7 separate regions of the Mus musculus genome follow, and all the other regions are linked to region 2. A link is a contact called in public HiChIP or PLAC-seq and promoter capture Hi-C data. All regions are on one chromosome and are shown on one strand. Each heading gives the region's core, a stretch centred on a gene start, on an enhancer-like site or on the middle of the called end of the contact. The rest is flanking DNA. Distances are from core to core; before and after follow the strand shown. Region 1 has its middle 29 kb from the start of Gm40440. Region 2 holds the start of 2700049A03Rik (RIKEN cDNA 2700049A03 gene). Region 3 overlaps Daam1 (dishevelled associated activator of morphogenesis 1). Region 4 overlaps Daam1 (dishevelled associated activator of morphogenesis 1). Region 5 holds the start of Jkamp (JNK1/MAPK8-associated membrane protein). Region 6 overlaps Daam1 (dishevelled associated activator of morphogenesis 1). Region 7 overlaps Ccdc175 (coiled-coil domain containing 175).

What was found. Promoter capture Hi-C pulls out the DNA fragments that hold promoters and counts their contacts. HiChIP or PLAC-seq counts read pairs in DNA pulled down with a chosen protein or histone mark.
Region 1: a contact with region 2 is called in a promoter capture Hi-C map of embryonic stem cells, with 2.4 times the contacts expected there. The contact joins the enhancer-like site here to the promoter of 2700049A03Rik in region 2. A contact is called at or near these places in 3 of 39 promoter capture datasets (embryonic stem cells, hippocampal neurons and stem cell-derived epiblast-like cells), 3 of 115 datasets of contacts at active chromatin or transcription factors (craniofacial prominence, embryonic forebrain and stem cell-derived neural progenitor cells) and 1 of 9 other capture datasets (embryonic stem cells).
Region 3: a promoter capture Hi-C map of liver shows a contact between it and region 2, with 2.4 times the contacts expected there. The contact joins the enhancer-like site here to the promoter of 2700049A03Rik in region 2. A contact is called at or near these places in 4 of 39 promoter capture datasets (the 3T3-L1 cell line, embryonic stem cells, hippocampal neurons and 1 more), 1 of 484 Hi-C or Micro-C datasets (brain), 1 of 115 datasets of contacts at active chromatin or transcription factors (stem cell-derived neural progenitor cells) and 2 of 9 other capture datasets (adipose tissue and macrophages).
Region 4: a promoter capture Hi-C map of liver shows a contact between it and region 2, with 2.5 times the contacts expected there. The contact joins the enhancer-like site here to the promoter of 2700049A03Rik in region 2. A contact is called at or near these places in 5 of 39 promoter capture datasets (the 3T3-L1 cell line, 3T3-L1-derived adipocytes, the HPC-7 cell line and 2 more), 1 of 484 Hi-C or Micro-C datasets (brain), 2 of 115 datasets of contacts at active chromatin or transcription factors (embryonic hindbrain and extraembryonic endoderm stem cells) and 2 of 9 other capture datasets (adipose tissue and embryonic stem cells).
Region 5: a contact with region 2 is called in an H3K4me3 HiChIP or PLAC-seq map of stem cell-derived neural progenitor cells, with 6 times the contacts expected there. The contact joins the promoter of Jkamp here to the promoter of 2700049A03Rik in region 2. A contact is called at or near these places in 17 of 39 promoter capture datasets (the 3T3-L1 cell line, 3T3-L1-derived adipocytes, cranial neural crest and 11 more), 5 of 484 Hi-C or Micro-C datasets (B cells, CD4 T cells, LSK cells and 2 more), 12 of 115 datasets of contacts at active chromatin or transcription factors (SST interneurons, astrocytes, bone marrow-derived macrophages and 8 more) and 4 of 9 other capture datasets (adipose tissue, embryonic stem cells, liver and 1 more).
Region 6: a promoter capture Hi-C map of hippocampal neurons shows a contact between it and region 2, with 2.5 times the contacts expected there. The contact joins the enhancer-like site here to the promoter of 2700049A03Rik in region 2. A contact is called at or near these places in 3 of 39 promoter capture datasets (hippocampal neurons, liver and maxillary cranial neural crest), 2 of 115 datasets of contacts at active chromatin or transcription factors (cardiomyocytes and stem cell-derived neural progenitor cells) and 1 of 9 other capture datasets (embryonic stem cells).
Region 7: a promoter capture Hi-C map of hippocampal neurons shows a contact between it and region 2, with 2.4 times the contacts expected there. The contact joins the enhancer-like site here to the promoter of 2700049A03Rik in region 2. A contact is called at or near these places in 2 of 39 promoter capture datasets (hippocampal neurons and liver), 2 of 115 datasets of contacts at active chromatin or transcription factors (bone marrow-derived macrophages and stem cell-derived neural progenitor cells) and 2 of 9 other capture datasets (adipose tissue and embryonic stem cells).

The regions. Positions count from the first base shown.
Region 1 is chr12:72,010,279-72,012,978 of GRCm38.p6, reverse strand. No RefSeq gene overlaps it. Among named protein-coding and RNA genes, the nearest start is that of Gm40440, 29 kb to the left of the region's middle. Within about 2 kb of position 1,413, at least 5 of the 459 cell types and tissues checked have an H3K27ac peak or open chromatin away from gene starts, as enhancers often do. A contact at or near this core is called in embryonic stem cells, where this site is marked.
Region 2 is chr12:71,135,536-71,138,235 of GRCm38.p6, reverse strand. 2700049A03Rik (RIKEN cDNA 2700049A03 gene) reads right to left here and starts at 1,388. Exons shown (of 30, transcript NM_001163378.1): 1 at 198-1,388. The coding sequence starts at 396. It overlaps Timm9 (translocase of inner mitochondrial membrane 9), which reads left to right and starts at 1,561. Exons shown (of 5, transcript NM_001286203.2): 1 at 1,561-1,681.
Region 3 is chr12:71,884,648-71,887,347 of GRCm38.p6, reverse strand. The region is part of intron 1 of Daam1 (dishevelled associated activator of morphogenesis 1); the gene reads right to left. Among named protein-coding and RNA genes, the nearest start is that of Daam1, 55 kb to the right of the region's middle. Within about 2 kb of position 1,422, at least 88 of the 459 cell types and tissues checked have an H3K27ac peak or open chromatin away from gene starts, as enhancers often do. A contact at or near this core is called in adipose tissue and liver, where this site is marked.
Region 4 is chr12:71,905,406-71,908,105 of GRCm38.p6, reverse strand. The region is part of intron 2 of Daam1 (dishevelled associated activator of morphogenesis 1); the gene reads right to left. Among named protein-coding and RNA genes, the nearest start is that of Daam1, 76 kb to the right of the region's middle. Within about 2 kb of position 1,330, at least 65 of the 459 cell types and tissues checked have an H3K27ac peak or open chromatin away from gene starts, as enhancers often do. A contact at or near this core is called in 3T3-L1-derived adipocytes, adipose tissue, brain and 1 more, where this site is marked.
Region 5 is chr12:72,084,505-72,087,204 of GRCm38.p6, reverse strand. Jkamp (JNK1/MAPK8-associated membrane protein) reads right to left here and starts at 1,366. Exons shown (of 7, transcript NM_024205.2): 1 at 1,022-1,366. The coding sequence starts at 1,025. It overlaps L3hypdh (L-3-hydroxyproline dehydratase (trans-)), which reads left to right and starts at 1,892. Exons shown (of 5, transcript NM_026038.2): 1 at 1,892-2,556. The coding sequence starts at 2,049.
Region 6 is chr12:71,972,196-71,974,895 of GRCm38.p6, reverse strand. All of the region lies in intron 18 of Daam1 (dishevelled associated activator of morphogenesis 1), which reads right to left. Among named protein-coding and RNA genes, the nearest start is that of Gm40440, 67 kb to the left of the region's middle. Within about 2 kb of position 1,250, at least 31 of the 459 cell types and tissues checked have an H3K27ac peak or open chromatin away from gene starts, as enhancers often do. A contact at or near this core is called in hippocampal neurons, where this site is marked.
Region 7 is chr12:72,103,357-72,106,056 of GRCm38.p6, reverse strand. Ccdc175 (coiled-coil domain containing 175) reads left to right here. Exons shown (of 21, transcript NM_028687.1): 19 at 70-253. Among named protein-coding and RNA genes, the nearest start is that of Jkamp, 19 kb to the right of the region's middle. Within about 2 kb of position 1,341, at least 20 of the 459 cell types and tissues checked have an H3K27ac peak or open chromatin away from gene starts, as enhancers often do. A contact at or near this core is called in hippocampal neurons, where this site is marked.

The sequences.
Region 1 (2,700 bases), core at 164-2,663, 870 kb before region 2:
ACATTCACATATACACACATACACATGCACACACACGCATCTACATTTATACACATGTACATGCATACACACATGCGCATGCACACACACATATACACACATGTACACACACAATACATGTACATACACAATACACATACACACATGCACGCATGCACACATACACACATACACACATACACATACACACACACATGAGGGGATATAAAGGGCTTTAGACAAAACTGAACTGGCCTGGCACATTATGATAAAGATGCTCAATAATATATGAAAAGAAAAAGACACTAACAGAAGACACTGGGCAAGCCTCTAGTGTAGAGACTAGACTAGCAGGTTTGCTAGACTGCACCCTGTCCAAGGGACAAAGGACCTTAACTAAAGGCCCACCATGGAGCTGGCAAGGGTTCCTCCTTCAAATTCACCTCATTGTAAAAAAGTCCTGTTTGTTCTCCTTCTTTTGATTTTGTTGCTTTCTAATTAAATTGATTTTGTTTAGATTTATTCTTTTATGTTATATGTATGTTTTGCTGATGTGTGCGTATGCACACTACATGTGTGTCCAATGCCCTCTGAGTTCAGAAGATGGCATCAGATCCTCTGGAGTTACAGCTGTGATACACCATGAGAGGGTGCTAGAAACCAAATCTGAGACCCGTGAGAGAGCACCAAGAATTCTTAAACACGGAGCCATCTCTCCACCCCGTTTTCTAGTTTTTGAGGTAAACTGTTAGTTCTCTCTTATCCAGTTCTCTTTTTAAGAAACAGGCACGGACAAACGCACCCTTCACAGGAGTAAGTTCTGACCACATTCTTTGGGTACTGGAGATATTTTAACCCAGGGTCATCTTATATATTGTTATTTTGAAATGATCCAAATGACATAGCTACTGACAACCATGTCAATTACGCCAATTAAAAGTTTTGACTCCTTTATTTAATGGCCAGACCAAGAGAGTCTTTTGGAGCCCACGTTCAGGGTACAGTGTTTTCAAGCACACAGCTCTAACTACATCAGTGCACATGCGGGCAGGAAGGTATATTAGAGAGAGTTGCCTAGTAACGTCTGCTTTCTTGCAAGGCCAAGCAGAATCTTCCAGACCCTATAGAATGTCTAGACCATGGCCAAGGTCATGGACAGTTCTAGAAATGTCACCAAGGTGAATATGGCTGTTGGGAGTGAAAGGCCTGAGAAGAGCTGCCCAGCCCGGTGTGGCCCCGTTGGGGACAGAGTGACATAGTTCCTGTACCTAGGACAGGGCCCTGGTTTGAGCCCCCACAACTGTTAATGGCTGTTGTGGGCATAAGGCTTGTTTCTGTAATAATGTACATATTTCACATTCCTCAAAGGAATGCCCTCCCTGTTAACTTTAAAGACTCCATGACAATTAGAACCAGCAGGAGTCCAGGAGTCAAGGGTGTGGCTAATGTCTCAGCAAAACACTAGGTAAACACTAGGACCTTCAGGACAGCCCTTAAGGCTATGGGAAAGAGCTCTAGATACATGAGATCAATATATATATAAAACTTCTCAACTGTGCAAAATAGAAGGATGCGATATGAAATATTATGGTCTTCATGAATCTAAAGGAACAGAGGCTGCTATACTATGGTCCTACCCAACTAGTTTATTGTCTGTGCTTAACAAAGGCAGACAGATCTCAGAATTCTTTTGCAATGTTAAGAAAAAAATGTCGGGCTGGTGAGATGGCTCAGTGGGTAAGAGCACCCGACAGCTCTTCCAAAGGTCCTGAGTTCAAATCCCAGCAACCACATGGTGGCTCACAACCATCCGTAACAAAATCTGATGCCCTCTTCTGGAGTGTCTGAAGACAGTTACAGTATATATATATATATATATATATATATATATATATATATATATAGAGAGAGAGAGAGAGAGAGAGAGAGAGAGAGAGAGAGAGAGTCTGATTACAGTCTCGAAAGAATCAAAAGACTGTGGCCAGCAGTAACTGATTCAACGATAATCAAAAGGCAACCTGAAGCAAATGACTGGATTGATATGTAAAATAAGAGACTGGTCTTAGGAGCTGAGATGAGCTATCCAGAGATTTTCTTAGGAAAAAAAGAAAGAACTGTTTAGAAAATGGACTGACTCTCTCTCTCTCTCTCTCTCTCTCTCTCTCTCTCTCTCTCTCTCACACACACACACACACACACACGCGCGCACACACACACACACACACACAAGCAAGCAAGCAGGGCATAGACAGAGAGATCTCTTAGAATAACAAGCAGAACACAGGTCATCAGCTTGGACCCACAATGTGACTTCAAGTCCTTCTTTTTGCCACTCTCAGACATCCCTTCTCTCAGAATCCTTCTCGAGCCTAGGCTGGTCCTTGGCATGTGACCAGATGGGCAAAATAACATCAGGACATGATGGCAATTACCTTAGGCATTTCAGTTTTATAAATGCAAATGGCCAGATTTAGCAAATAAAACACAACCCCCCCCAGTTAAATTAGAATTTTGAGTAGATGGCGTGTAAAATTTTAAGAATGTGGTAAATGTTGCACATGAAACAGCCTGAAAAATGTTTCCTTTCTACCTGGAGTTAAAATTTAACAAAGACCATGTATAGCTGGGTGGGGTGGCTCAGTACCTAACGGTATTTACTGCCATGCTTTTCAAACAACCTGAGTTTGATCCCTGGAACCTATATGGTAGAAGGAGAGAGCT
Region 2 (2,700 bases), core at 139-2,638:
AGGCAGAGGCAGGTGGATTTCTGAGTTCGAGGACAGCCTAGTCTACAGAGTGAGTTCCAGGACAGCCAGAGCTGCACAGAGAAACCCTGTCTCGGAAGAGAGAGAGAGAGAGAGAGGGAGAGAGAGAGAGAGAGAGAGAGAGAGAGAGAGAGAAAACGTAAACTGGGTGGGAAACTGAAACATTTGGAATCACATACCACATAACGTTCCATTAGAACTAGTCCTCGTTTCAACAGCAAGACGTTTATTTGCAGCCAGGGCTGGAGGAACACGGGGCAGCTCATCTTCCACCACAGCCAATTTATTCCCTTGGTTTGGAGAAACAATCTCTCGCAGTTTCCTCGCTGGCATTTTAAGCCTTTGCCCCCTTTCCAGGCTAAACTCAACGTTTTTCATCTGGTTAGTCACAAATCAAGTCCCGCCGTTCTTAACAGAGGGAATTCTAGCTTCTCAAAACTTAAGGACGCAGTTTCTCCTTGAGTACCAGGAAAAGAAGTAATGGTGGAAGTGAATTTGAAAAACACCTGAGTTCCAAAAATAATTATGAAGCAGTCATTAACTTAGAAAGTCTATAGGCAAAATATCCATAAAGCTGTAAATTTCGATTTTGACATTTAATCCAGGGCTAAATACGACAAAAACAAAAAACAAAACAAAACAAAAAGTCTTGATCCCACTGAGTCTGTTAATGCATCGAAGAAATAAATTTCAAAGGAATTATGCCAAGAGCAAAAGAGAAGCCACGGGAACCGTAATAAAAACGCACTCCTCCAAACCCAGAGCTGCAGCTGAAAACCCCAACAGACGTGGAGGCGGGGTTAGGATTTGTTAAGGAGACCCAGACGAGCAGGCAACGTTAAAATCGTGTTTTTTAAAACACCACCCTCATAAGAGCTTAGTAGATTTCTTTCTACGAGTCAGGACGCAATTTCGGACACCTCAACTTAGTCTTCAGAGTCTCCACAGAGTCCGGCACACACGCCGTCTTGATTTTGATAGAATAACAGCTTCGGTTGTTCGCGGGTCAATACCGTCTTCCCCGAAAACCCGCCCTTGAGCGTCAGCACGCATGCGCGCAAAGATCCAACCCCCCCCCCCCCGACCGGAACGGGAGTGCTCTGGTGCTCTTCCATTCGTGTCCGGGTGGAAACAAACTCCCAACATAAAAGACTGCCAGGAGATGTGACTTTTTTTTTTTAAAGGCAGAATATCGCCTTTATGTTTGGACACAGTACTAAGTATTCCTAGAGGAATGGCGAATTCTCGATTAGCCCATAAACACTTTTGTTTATCAAGGGTTATTTACACTGTAGGAACTGCAGACCGTTAGAAACCTAGTAGGTTAAGCATATTAGGCTTTCTAGAAATTTCGACAGATTCCGTTGCCGTGGAAAAGGAAGTGAAAAGTACAGAGAGCACTGACGAACAGATAATCACAAAAGTTAATTCTTAGATGATTTTTAGAATTTGCTTGGGCACTTGCTTTTCTTCCTACATTTTCCCACGTGGTAACGAATCTGCGTCTAAGGGTCTGAAGCCATGCTTGACATCACTGCCCCCACGTGTTCTCAGCTTTCCGCGGCGCGGCGCTCGCTCTGTACTGACCCTCCGAGCTCACACGCTACCTGCCCCGCAGCTCTTCAGCCCGGTCCCGGTGTCAGAGGCGAGATCCTGTGGCTAAGTATGGTCCCTTTCCTCTGCTTTCATAATCCCGGGTTCGCGGCCAGTGGGGTGACAGCCTTCACTCGGGAAAGGGAGCGGGCAGGTACCCCGGAGGGAGACGCCGCGTGCACGCGGGTCGTGGGGCTGCGCAACCGGCAGCGCGGCGCAGCGGGAGGCCAGCCGTGTCCCGGAGGCCTTGTCACCCCGAGGGTGGGGACCCTAGGCCCCGAGACACCGCCCACCCGGGACTGGATCGCTTGGGGGCACGCTTTGAGATTACAAGGTAGCCAGCCACTCGATGACCTTGAGCTGTCAGACAGGAGCCCCTTTACTGAAAATCTAGACTTCCTCGGCTCTTACCCTGTCTGCACACTATGCCTTATGTCATTAGGTACAAGGGCTCGCACCCTTCCCAGGTCTCATATTGGAGAACGCACTGCTTAGAGCTTTCCCATTACGCCTTGCTAGAAGCTTTTAAAATGTATTTTTTTAAAGTATAATAGATTAATCATTTTTCTACCTATTACATTTTCTCTTGTTGTAGATTTATCTGTTGGTTCATGATTTGTTGTATAAGTGTATTAAAAGACCGAATGGCAATGTCAGAGCTGCAAGAGACCTTAGGGATGAATTAACTTCTGTAATTTCTATATAAAAGTTAGATATGAAAAAAAATGACCTTTCCCCTCTAATTTCAAAACGCTGAGCAACTGCAACAGCAATCAGTAAAGTGACCTGAGTAAATAATTTGTAACGAATGTCAGACCTGGGACTCCACCCCCCAAGTAGCGTGGTTCTCATCTTCCTTGAGGCTAGACTTTGAATCGGGAAACAATAGGAATTCATTTTCAAGTGCTTTTAGCTATGATTAACACTGAGTTAATTAAGAGTTGCCTGTAATGCTGGGTGTAGTGGCAGCCTTTAGGCCTAGCTACAAAGAGCTCCAAGACAGCTGGGGCTACATAGAGAAACCCTGTCGAAAGAGATAGAGAGAGAGAGAAAGAAAGAGAGAAAGACAAAAAAAAAAAAAAAAAAACA
Region 3 (2,700 bases), core at 173-2,672, 750 kb before region 2:
ACATGTGGTTGCTGAAACTAGGAACCTGTGTGTCACATTTTGGCTCCTTTTTAATGAGATCTGTCTGAAAGAAAGGATGAATTCCACCCTGACAGCTGGGCCCTCAACCACTTCTCTAATCTCAGCTTCTGGCACTAGGGCAGAGGAAGAAGTCACCTCTGGGACATCCCGATGCAATCCATCTACAGTATTACAGATGACTACGGCTATGCTGAGCACAAGGAAGCAATTAAAGCTAAAGGTTCTGCAGCAGGTGCACTTTGCTGAGCAAAGGGTGAGCAATGCTGTCCATCTGTGGTCTAGCTCAAAGTCAGTCATTTGTACTTTACCCAAACAAACAAGACCTCTGAGTACAGCAATATCCAGAAAGTAAAGCCAGTTTTAGGGAATGGAGAGGAAGATGATTAAGGCCTTTTTGTTTTTTTAATTGGCAAGAAGCTTCAAGTCTTTAAGAACACCTTTCCTAGCACTTTTCCTTTGACAGTGCCAGTGACAACACAGGAGATGTGTAACATTTGCTTTCCACAAAGCAAGACACAATGAGTACCCCATGTTAGGGGAAAACGTGGCAGTTCTGATGACAAACAGTTTGCACTGATTTACACACTGTTTTAATTGGTTCATTGGGGGCCTCCGCCACACATTTTAAAGATGTCTGTCCATCCCAAGGGAGCGGATCACTCACTGGCTATCTTCCCAAGGTTTTTCCACACCGAGAGTTGATTCAAAGGAAACTAGAGCCTACACAGGCTGGGGCCAGGAAAGGAGCGAGAGGCATGAAGCTCCTGCCAGCCACCCACTAACCTAAGAGCCAACAGAGTTTCTGCATGTACTCACAAGTTTGGTAGGGAGCCTTGGTCCTTCTCTAGCTCTGTTATTCTCACCAGGACAGTCTGTTTCACAGTAAATTCTCCAGCTAAAAATCTCAACACCAAACACAGGCATTTCTGTACAATGGATGATCTCCGACATTTCTGAGACAAAGTGAGTTTAGGTCACTTGCACAGAGGGCCAAGGGCAAAATCTGTATGCATAAGAACCTTACGGAGAAGGGTGGGACTCTGTCTCCATCCCAGCTGCCGTACCAACTCCAGCTGCCGTACCAACTCCAGCTGCCGTACCAATTGCTTTCAGAACCTCCTCCAACATCAGTTTACTTTTCAGGGCGTCCAGTGCAGTTTGTGCTGCAGCAATACAACTCAAGACCTCTTATCAAGGAAATGTGAAAGGGAAAGAGCTTTGCTTCTTTCTCTGGCCACCCCTCTCCTCTCACATTCCGCTTGTCTGGTTTCATTTCCCAAGGACACCAGATGCCAAATGCCAAAGAGTCATGAGATACAGCCAAAGGTTGCAGAAGCATCTGAAAACCTACAGATTTCAACATCCTTTCCACCAGGAAACGGAAAGGGCGTTTCTCAGGCCATCCAGTGAAGAGACGGCCCAGCCCTTCCCACACACTTGGTCCCAAAACAATGTTCTAATGGGGCATGTCTTGGAGTGGCTCTGGGAAATTCACTCAGCAATCTGCTCACTAATCCCAGTGGCTTCTCTGATGCAAGAGGAAAAAGAGGAGGGCATCCCACTCTGGCCCCACCCAGACACCAGGGAAAACAAATTCCTAAAAGCCAAAATAGCCAAGGACCCCCTAAAAAATAGTACTTAGGGTCCACTGGTCATCCAGGCAGGCACAGGAGCGTACATCAAAAATGCAAACCTATGCCCTTCCTCCCTTAGCTTTTTACTAAATGAGGGAGGAGGGTCCAAGTGCACTCTACAAACACCCTCAGACCAGACCAGGACTCAACCAGCAAGTACATGTACTCTTAACTGTGTTTCCAAGTTCCTGCCTCAGATCCTGCCAGAAACCCTGCCTGCCCCCCTCCCTCACCACCTTTCATGGGGAGAGCAGACAAGGACACCACTAGATTTTCACCCTGAAAAAACTGGCAGGTCTAATCGTATGACTCAATGTGTTAACCTCAGGTTCACAGTATAAATCCCTAAAGCCTACAGAACAGTGTTCTTGGTAAGGATGTCTGTGTTGCTCACATGACAGAAACCAGCGTCTGGGAGCCAGGACAGCTCAATCATCTGGGAGAGAAGCCAAACCAGAAGTGTCCCAGGAGCTCTCTCCTCACCATGGAGGTGAGGCACTCATTGGGCAGCAGACCTGCTGATAAGCCAATTGAAGGTGAAGGCCAAAGTTCTCCCACTGGGTCCCTGTCTTCACTGTCTCTGAAAGACTCACTTGAAGCCTGTGCAGACAGACACCTTGAAAAGTGGAGGCTACAAAAACACAAGCTAAGAATTCCTGGCCAGCTGTGTTACACCAAACCGTCAGTTATTTAAGAAGACAAGCCTTACTCCTTAACAAGCAAAAAGATGTAGAGTCCTGAGTCACCCTAGAGCTTTCAAGAAGAGCCCGGAGTAAGACCATTCATCAAGGGGGAAGGACACGTGTGTTGCAAGACACCAGTACATGTTTGTTCCTTCCATGCTCTGGTACATGGTTGACGAGAGGGCCTCCTGAAGTCACTCTTCACAAACTCCACATCTATGGCTGCCTTGATAACAGCCCACAGCAAGCACGCCGAAGGAACTTCAGGTTTAAGATCAGTTCACACGAGCAGACAAAGCAGTGGTGCCGGCCACATAGAACACACCTGCATATGACGATGGCTGAGAAGGAGACACCATTAA
Region 4 (2,700 bases), core at 81-2,580, 770 kb before region 2:
CCAGACAAGGAATGTGGATACCAAGGTGTGATCCTCTGGCAGAAAGTGAATGTATGAAATTATACACTATTAAACTGCAATAACTTATTAAACTTACAGACATCCAGCCCCACCAAGACCTGTGACTGTCACACCCAAGAGTCATGGGTTGCTAATACCTCTTAAAACTTAATCACAAATGACCCTGAAAACATGTTTTATTCTTAGGGTGGTAGTTAGAAGTATGACAGTTTGATATGATTTTTGACAGTTTGGAGGCGTACTCCTGCTCCTCACCAGTCAGGAAGGCCAGAAAAGAGTAGGTCTACAACAGAAAGCTTTCTACTCAGAAAGGACTGGGTATGTTCACAGACAGATTCTGAGGGCTTCAGCCCATAGCACTTCTGTCAACACCCTAAGTCACTACACAGAATACCACAGGCTGATTCATTATCTCCTAGGTAATGTTCTATGACTGAGAGACATGTTTTCATGTGCTACAGACAAACAAGAGAGAAACCCCACAAACAAAAACTGACGAACAGAACGTTTAGCATCTTACTACTAATGCTTTAATGACTTTATTTCCTTTCTTTCCTCTTAGGAGCAGACAATACAAACTATATGCTGTTTGCTAGACAAACTCTACGGCTACACCTAGAGTTCTTCAGCTTTTGTTGTGTGACTAGAAATCCACTGGGGTGACTTAACTTTTAATTAATCTGAATCAGCAGCTGCCTGCCAGTCGTCTAAACCAAATAACTGTTCTATAAGTAGCTAAATCATTTCCCCAAATGCCCATTTTCAGAACTATACTCTAGTGAAACTTCAGTTGAGCAAGTATTTCATATGGAGGATTTCTAAGTCCTGCTTTCCTGACTGAATGGAGAGACTGACTCCAGCCATAGTGACAGACTGTAAGACACCCCAGAGGCCTGTGGGAGGCTGGAGCCAGAGCTCCCTGCAGGTCCCTCCTGCTCAGGCCAGTTCTGCTCTTGGAGCCCAGGCCCCTCCCACACACTCAAGAGACTTGTTTGGCAGCTCATCTGACACATTTCAGCATTAATTGGGTGAAAAGACAATCCAGCAGAGGCTCTTCCCACAGCATAGCTACATACTTACTTCACTAAGTAATATATACTGGAGAAACTTTGTTCTCTGTATGGAGTGTGTGTGTGTGTGTGTGTGTGCGTGCGTGCGCGCGCGCGCGCGTTGGGGGGGGGGGTCGTGTGGAAATGTGCTCAAGTGCTTACAGGTGTTCATCTCATTGAACCTGAAGCTTACTGATCCAGGCAGATGGGCCAGCCAACCAATCTGGAGTCCACCAGCCTGCCCCTCCCCTACTCCAATGCTGGCATTACAAGCCACACTGCTGCACTGAGCTCTTATGCTGGTGCCGGACAGCTGAACTCGGGTCCTCACTGAGCTATCTCCCTAGCCCTTGGTAGACAGATTTAAGAGTAAAATGATTTCTTAAACCTCCTCACCTTTGTTCTTTTAATCTGGTCCCCTTCCTACAGGGCACTCTGATGTTGCCATAGTAACATCCAAATGAGAAAGATGAATAGAAAAGATGATAGCAGGTGGGGAGGGGACACAAACATCAGTCCAAATGTATCATCACTACTCCAAGAAATAGTCACAAAACAAACCCAGCTGCTGGAGTACTCAGCAGTCATGGGTGTACACTCTCACATACACATACACACACACACACAGTTTACAAGCTAAGCTTTAACCACTAGGATCCACTCACACAGCATCCAGGCAACAAGCACGCACTGTGCACCCTTTCTGGAGTAGGCACTACTTCCAGGCCCTGGAGCTGCAATAGTTAGGACCCACAGATGCTAGGAATGCCTGCACCATTCTGCTCTCTGAAAGTGCACAGCTGCATCTGCAACCCAGGTTTGACATGAAGCGTTAGTCACTAAAGGATACTCTCAAGTTAACTGGCGAGAGGACGGAAAAGGGCTTTCTGGCTCCTTCTAAATTTGGTAGTTGCCCATCTTTCCAGAAAACAACCCCTATGTTTATTTCGTTGGCTTCCAGTCGCTGTGTTGAACTTTGTTCTTGGATTTTGCAATGTGCAGAAGTAAGAAGCTGGCAGCTGTAGAGTGTTTTAAATGAATCCATTTAAAACTGGATAAGAGAAAAATATGCAGCTTCTAAAAGGAGGGATATTTTTTTCAACAAAGAAAATTCCAACTCTTCATCCATGAGCCAGAAAAAGCATAGCTGAAGACAGAGCTGGCCACTGAGCTCCCAGTGCAAGAATCAAGAGACGGTGTTGGACGCAGAGGCGCTCTGGCCTGGGAGGTTAGTGGGGAGGGTTTTGAGTGTAGTGGGCACATTCGCAGATAATCTAGAATCGAAACGAGCCCTGCTCATGGTGGGTTAGGGTCATGCATGTGCTGAGGACAGGGGGTGCCACCGAGATGAGTCTCACGGCATCAGGATAAACTCTCAGCAAGTTCTGTATTCAGACCAACAGATCTTTCTAGCCACTACTAGAGCACATTTTAAAATGAAAGGTGAGGGAATAATTATAATGCTATATTTCCATCTATGAAACTGTCAAATAACAAACTTTAAAACAAAGTAAGTACAAGAAAAAAAAAATTACACTGGAAAGCTTACCCAAACCTACAATGAGGTACAGAGATCAAACCAGGCCCTTGGCCTTTTAGCTCTTAGTGGGGTCAAGTACGGAGTGGCTAC
Region 5 (2,700 bases), core at 117-2,616, 950 kb before region 2:
TTATTTTATAATCTTAAAAACAAACTTTTATTATTATAGTATTGTGTTTTCATGTGTATTTGTGTTTTGCCTGCATTTATGTCTGTGCACCATGTACCAGCCAAGTTCCCGCAGAGGCCAAAAGAGGAGAAAGTCAGAAAGGGATATAGGAGCCACTGAACTGCAGTTACTAAGGGTCCTGAGCCGCTGTGGAGGTTCTGGGGATCAAACCCCACGAAAAGCAGCAAGTGCTCTTAATCACTGAGCCATCTCTCCAGCCAATCCTTAACACCTTTTTTAAACACAACTGAACTGTAATGAGAAGGAAGTCCCTTCTCCATGGGCTTTGCGTCTAAAAGATCTCAAAACCAAGGCCAACAAACCAAAGCTCATTTACCTAACGAGAAGAATCTGTACAACCTTTCATAGCCATTGGTGAGCTATAGCTAAAATGTTGTCCTTGTTTTTTTCTGCAGCAGTCTAAGACCCTTTGTGAAGGGCTTAATGTATTTACATTTGATGTCCAGTGTAATAGTGCACGCCTTTCAACCCAGCACTATGGAGGCGGAGGCAGGTGGAACTCTGCGTTCGAGGTTAGCCTGGTCTACAGAGCAAGTTCCAGGTCGACTAAGGCTACAAGGACAAACCCTGTCTTGAAAAACAACTATTACATTTGAGGTTGAAAAAGCAAGTCTCGTGGCAATTAGGTTCTGCTTCCTTGTCCTGTTCTAACTCTGCTTCTAATTCTGAAGTCAACCACCAGGAATGCTTTCCTGGACAAGAACAAAGGGACTGAAGGAAGGGACACAGGAAGAGCACAACAAAGACTCAGCCTTTAATTCTGCACAAGCGCTCTTCTCCAGCCATTCTGGAGCAGACCATCCCAACCCCGGGAGAAGTCAGTGCCTGGGCTCAGCGCAGCCAAGGGCCAGGCTGCTCGCTGCAGCAGAGCTGTCGGCCCGATGGCGAGCCCAAGACAATGCGAGGAAAAGCAATAGGAAAAAAGGACAGAGACACGCCCGCAGCCTAATCGACCACTTACCCATTGGCCACACTAGGTTCCCCTGAGAAGCCGGGGATCAGCGGGTCCGAACGCAGCGCCCGAACATCCGGGCCACAGCGCTCTCAGCCGCTCCGCCTCCCGCTAGCCTGGCAAGCACGCTGGAACCCCGCCCCTGCTACATTCGGCTCCGAGTCCCGCCCCACCACCGCTTCCCCCGCTAGGGGTGTCGGGGGTGCACGCGGCGGACTTCCAGGCCTAGGATTCCCAGAAACCTAGTTTCCTAATCTAGGCTTGGAAGCCTCTCTCTCTCTCTCTCTCTCTCTCTCTCTCTCTCTCTCTCTCTCTCTCGCTTCCGGGTTTGAGCTCAGAGGCTCCACCTTTTCCGGGTCCAGACTCAGGTCTCGTCCCCGCCCTGCCTCCAACTTGAACTGGTCTCCACCGCCTCCAGTGTCTCTTTGAAGGGGCCCTGAGGTCCCGCCCCCGTTTCCTAGACGAAGCTCGTAGCTCCGCCCACCCCGTGCATTCAAGTCGCCGAGGCCTCGCTCCTACCCTGCATTGAGGTCTCCGAGGACCGCCCCCATCGTGCGGGCTAGTTTTCTAGGCACCGCCTCCGCAGAGTAGTCTCTGGAGCCCCGCCCCTATTTTATTGGCTCCTTTTCTAGGCCCTGCCCCTGCCGCGTGTCTAGTCTCCGAGGCCCCGCCCCCGCCGAGCAGTCCAGCCTCCGAGCCCCGCCCCGCTGCTGGAGCAAGTTCCGAAGCCCCGCCCCCTCCGTGTGTTCAAACCTCTGGAGCCACGCCCCCATTTGGGGGGTCTAGTTTTCTAATCCCTGCCCACGCTCCCTGTCCTGTCGCCCAGGCTCGCCCCTGTTGGGAGTCTAACTCTGAATCCTGCTAGCTCGGGCGCGCCCAGTCTAAGATTCCGGACGCTGGTCGCTGGGTGATCTCTGCTCGCCGGCTTGGCCCTGAGATTGCCACCGGTTCTGCGCGTTCTCCCGTTGGGTTTGGCGCTTTCTCCCTGCTTGGAGAGAGCACCACCGCGCTGTGCGGCAGTCCCTGGACGCAGACAATGGAGGCGGCGCTGGCAGTGACCCGGCTGCCCCCAAACGACCCGAGGACGCCAGCACTGTCGGTGGTGGACATGCACACAGGCGGCGAGCCTCTGCGCATCGTGCACGCCGGGTGTCCGGAGGTGGCAGGGCCCACGTTGCTGGCCAAGCGTCGCTACATGCGTCAACACCTCGACTACATCCGGCGGCGGCTCGTGTTCGAGCCCCGCGGCCACCGGGACATGTACGGGGCCATCCTGGTGCCCAGTGAGCTGCCAGACGCACACCTAGGCGTCCTGTTCTTGCACAACGAAGGCTACAGCTCCATGTGCGGTCACGCGGTGCTAGCGCTGGGCCGCTTCGCGCTCGACTTTGGACTGGTGCCCGCTCCCCCAAAAGGCGCCCGGGAGGCTCAGGTCAACATCCACTGCCCGTGTGGTCTGGTGACCGCCTTCGTAGAGTGTGAAGGTGGCCGCAGTTGCGGCCCTGTGCGCTTCCACAGCGTCCCAGCCTTTGTCCTGGCCTCAGGTAAAGGGTGAGACTCACTAGACCCGGTTGAGACAATCCGCGAATCTAACCACTGCTCTGTGGCTGAATATATCTGCGCAACTAACCCACCCTGCCTGCCCTTGCGATTAATAAAAAGGTAATTCCAAATTACTGCAAACACGC
Region 6 (2,700 bases), core at 1-2,500, 840 kb before region 2:
GCATAAAACTGAGTTCCTTCCAGAGACTCAGTACCTCAGCCTGCATTGCCGAGCGAGTGTGCCTAACTGTCAGGAACAGAACCTTGGTCTCTCTGGCTCCCAGACTTCTATCCATTTTTGTATTGCATAACGGTGGAATGGATAATTACACTTGTGCTTTTCATTCTCCTTGCTTACCTCTTCTGCTTCTCTAATCCCATCTTCCTTATCGCTCCATGTAGAGTTCAGTGAGAGAAACACTGGGAAGAGTTTACCTTTTCTGCATATCTTATTTTGGAGGGTGAGAATGAGAAATGAAGAAATGATACTGAAAGTTGACAAAGCTACTTCCTATGTGTCTGGCTGCCATCCTGAGTGCACACATTTGTGTGCATTTGTGTTTGTAGAGGGCTGGGTATGCCTGCTATTTTCTAGATCCCATGCTTTTTCCCTCCTCCAAATTGAAATGAGACCTTCCCCATAACTTGAGTTCCTCCTCTGATAGATTTTCAGATGTTTGTTGGAATTTTTAAAAGGCAGCTGGTTGGGAGCCACCAGAGAGAGAGAGAGAGAGAGAGAGGGAGAGAGGGAGAGAGAGGGAGAGAGAGGGAGAGAGAGAGAGAGAGAGAGAGAGAGAGAGAGAGAGAGAGAGAGAGAGAGAGAGAGAACTGGAACTACAGAGAAGGCATCACTGGGAGGTGGTGCTCAGTGAATATGTTCAAGGCTGGAGAAAACCAGCACTCAGGGATGGGGATGGGGACGGGGATGGGAGGAGGAGGAGCCCATAAAGGTGGCACTAGAGGTTAAGTTGGAGAAGCCTGTGTAGCATCACAGGGCCAAGGTGAGAACTCTTCACTATGGAGTAAGTGGTCATTGATGTCAGACATCAACAAGACACCAAAAAAGAGAAGACCCACCAAGAGTCTTCTGGCTTGGGCAACAGGGAGGCTGTGAATGCCCTCAGCAGTCCCAGCTTTAAGGAGGCGAAGACGACAGATGACAGTGGGCTGATGAGTGAGCAGGAGGAGGATAAGGACTGGCTTCCACAAACTCCGACTGTGCCAGGAGCAGAGAAGGCAGGGACACCGTGTGTGTGCACCCACCGAAGACTGACACTTGGCCAGCTGAGAGCTGAGAGGGCCAGACTGAGGCTGAGGGGCGGAGCAGCCAGCCCAGATGGGCTCCCGACAAAAGGAATGGCTTCACCAGGGCATTAGCAAAGCCAGCTCCCTTGCCCCAGGGGGTGGAAAGGAGGCGCAATGAGAGCAAGTGCCAAGGAGTGGTGCATGGCCTGCTGGCCGGGTGTGCTGACTGCTAGACACTTCTGTTCCCAGATCCAAATGGTGACACTGAACCGGACATGTAGTTTCATGCTTCTTACATAGGGAATGTTGTAAGGCAAGGAGAAGAGAGCAAGATGAAGGGTGTTCCTCTCCACTTTACTTTGAAGTTTTATCTTCTAAGGTAGGAAACCCCCTTCTAATATCAGACATCTTTCCTCGGTTTGCCAGGACTATAGCTGGTCTGTGATCAGGAAAATACCACCACTGTGTGTCTTCTGTGACTTCCAAGAGCATAGGAAGAGGCATGTGAGCCACACCACCACCCCACCCCCTGAAAGCAGAGGCAAGTAACCTGCTGCGTCCTGCTGCATTCGGATGGCTTTCCAGAGGGATGTAGCTAGGAAAGCACCTAGGAACAGAAAAGGTGGGCTCTGGGGAAGAGCGGCTCACTGACTTCAGCCACACCCTTAGCCCTGCCGTCACCAGCAACAGACAGCATGGACTGCACGTGGCCCTCATGTGGGCTCCACACAGGGGTCAGGGGATGCTGGGGCAGATACGTGTCCTGAAAAGAGGTATGTGGAAGAACACCAGGCAGAGGGACATTACAGTGAGGAAGGAAAGGGGAAAGAGAGCGTGGGAGCTGAGCAGAGAGCAAGAAGCTCACAGAATTATCAGGAGAGACCAGGTCAAAAATGTCCTTGGCCAGATGCTGCATCAGTGGACAGATTTTCTCCCTTGTTTATTTGGAGTGTGTCTTATTTGCACTGCAAGCCCTTTTGGCAGGGCTTTGCGATCCTTCCCCTCAAGGAGGAATTTTGCTGGATGCAGTTTCACAGTAAACAGACCCTGTAGAATTTTAAGTATATGACCTTGTAGACAGAGGCAGCTCTGCACACAGTTCATCACTTCTAGTAGTGACTGGAAGGCGGGGCCACCTTGAAGCTGGGGAAGCAAGCTGTACAGCGAGGGAAAGAAGAACGGGGATCGGGACACAGCCCTGCACGGGAGAACACTTGAAACCGTGCATCCACAGAGAGCCATGGCAGACTCGAAGAAAAACATCATTAACATTTTGAAAATTAAATCGAATGTTTAAATGGCAGCTTGATAAGTTGTTCTACTGGAATTGTGAGGTTTTCACCCAGGACAAGTCCAGCTGCAGGTCTATCTTGCTCTGGGTCTGTTGTCACCATCAAACAAAGACAGAGGGGCAATCTATGAGAAGGTGGCCTTGCCACTCAGGACACGAGATAACCCTTTCCATACTTTCAGAGCTGACTCAGCACACAGTGGCCGTGTTCAGCCTTTAGTCATGGTTGCTGCTACCCACGACTGATCTTCTGGGGACCTGGCTCTGGTAAGCACAGACCTTAAACCTGATCACCTAAACTTAGACTGTCCCAAGTACGAGGGAGTGGAAGGAAGAATAGCCAGC
Region 7 (2,700 bases), core at 92-2,591, 970 kb before region 2:
ATCCACTCAGAATGATATTCATTTCGTTGTAATTTGTATCCGCACACCCCCAAATGCTGTCCCTTTAAGGAACTGGTGGGCACCGGAGAAGACACTATGCAAGAAATTAAGTCTCTGGTGGCGAAGCTGCAGTACAGGGATGAGAAAATTGAGTCCATCAGCACCTGGCTCGTGGGGGGATTCGAAAGGCTGCGTCGTCTTATGGAAGAGGACTCACCGGCCAGCCTTAGTAAAGAGGATCTCCAGAAGCTCGGTAAGATAGCACTTCAGCCGCCTTCTAGTAGCTAGTGACATCAAAATAAGGGGGTCCTCGGGAACCGGTCATCAGAGGAAGGAAAAGGGCAGTGCTCTGTGGTGCTGGGCCTCCCACCAAACACCCTTCTCACTTTGGGTCGAGTTTGTCCGAACAGCTCATCACTTCTTCCTTTCACTTGAGAAGATTTTCAAGAGAACTAAATTTTGCTCATGATTACAAAAAAGAAACTAGCGACTTTGTTTTTGAGATAGGAATCTTACTGTGGAGTCTAGTGTGGTGGGAACTCAGAATCTTCCTGCCCAGACTCCCTGAGTGCTGGGTATATAGGCCACCACACCCGATTCACAGACATTCTCTGTTGAAAAACAAAAACATGTAGTGCACATACATACATACATGCAGGCAAACACTCACACACATAAAGTAAAACCAAAATAAACCATTTAAACTAAACAAAGACAAAGTGAGCTATTCTATTTAGAGCCAATAAAATGTTACCATCAACAAGCACTTACTAACCTCCTGTCCTGAATCAAGCTCTAAGATACCACAGGGAATGAGACACTCCCTGCTCAAATGGGATTCACAGTCCAGTCCAGAGTTTGGCGGCTCCTCCCCTGACCAGGGCCAGATAGTGGTTTTGGCGCTGCCATCACTAAAGTCTCTGTAGCAGGAGTCAGGAGTTGGGGCCTCTGAGGAGCCGGAAGCTGAGCTGAGCTCTGGAGGCAGACCCCCGGCTTGCCATAGCTCTCTGCCCTTCTCAGCTCCCGGGGCACGCGACAGAATGTGGGTGGACTCAGAAGCCAGGCCCGGATTGTCCTCCTGCTGTTCACGCCTTTCTCACTTTTCCTGATTGTAGAGTTAGAAAGACAACAAACGGCGGTTATAAAATATCAAACCCATATTGACTGTTCATTGGGTGTCTGGAATCTCCCCCTGTCCCAGAGAAGCGAGTACCACTTGACCCTTGAATTATTATTATTATTCCACCACCTTACAGCCAAGGAGTCTCTGACTTGTGAATTGCTTGCAATTCTCTAGAAGCCCTGGACTGCTTCCAGTTCTGCAGCTCTCTGCTGCTCTCTGTTGGACATAGTATATCAGTACAATCTTTCAGTTCCTGCCCTTTCACACCCATTACGCTAGCTTCATTACTGTACTGCGAATCCCTGGGCAAGAGAAGAGATGGTTAGACCTAATGGGCCTCTTCTCCTGGAGATAAAGGAGCAGAAAGCACACAGAGCTGTCAGAGACAGGTGCAGATGGGAGCTGCCCAAGAGCCCCAAGTACAACTGGAAAGAGGAATGAGGTTATCAGAATGCTAGATTGCCAGAACTCACCTGAAAACTGTCAATTAACTTTGTACCTTTTCTGTCTTGTAAGCAGAAATGCACGTATACGTAAACCAAACAGTAGCAGTACTGATTACTTTTAAATTATTAAAAGTGTTTTGGGTCAAAGGGATGGCTCAGTGGGTAAAGGTCCTTAGCCATGGAGCCTGACAGACACCTGTGCCCAATACCTGAGACCTATATACACCCTACAAGTTGTCCTCTGAGCTCTGTATGCACTGTGACACATGTGCTATACTCACTGCCCCCCCATGCATGTACGTGGACACACATACTCACATACACACACACTCACACTCTCATACACACACACATACTCACACACACGCACATACACACACACACAAGGCGATGACAACTTTTAAAAGAACTTTGTTTCATAATTTCTTCCTTAATTTCAAGTCAGAGTGAAAATGAATTTAAATATACTTTCTTATATTTATTTGTATTTTTAAATCACCATTCACAGTAACAGGTTCCTGTGTGCCGTTTCCACACATAACTAGTTCTGGCTGAACCTCAATACTCAGGTGCTCCTCTCTCCCCGTCTCCGTGACCCGCCCCCCCCCCCCATGCCTTGTCCACTGCTCACCCTGTCCGTATGGGGTGCAATCATTTCCTCCTTCACATCCCATGTGGTTTTTCTCCCAGTTCCCTCCTGTGCGGCCTCTCTCTCCGCCTTCTACGGGCCCCTTTCTAGTTTCCTGCCACCTCTCCATCCCCTCTCCCACATGGAATGCACATTTAGAAAAGCTGAAAGCTTGGGATCTGCACAGAAGAGGTCTCGTCACACTTGATTTCCCAAGCCAGTGGCCCCACCTACTATTTCCACTTTCACTCATTTTCCTACAAATCTTATCACTTCCTTTTTCTCTTTATGGCAGAATAAGGTTCAACTGTATCCATGTCCCACAATCCATCATCTATCCACAGATAAAGGTTGAGGCTGAGTCCCTCCCTTGCTCTTGGGACTAGAGCAGCGATACGTGCAGATGTGTGCCCATCTCTGTGCTAGGACATGGAACGGGATAGCTGAGTCATATGGCAGTTCTGTTTTTAAACACACAGATTATCCATTTGCATTTAAGAACT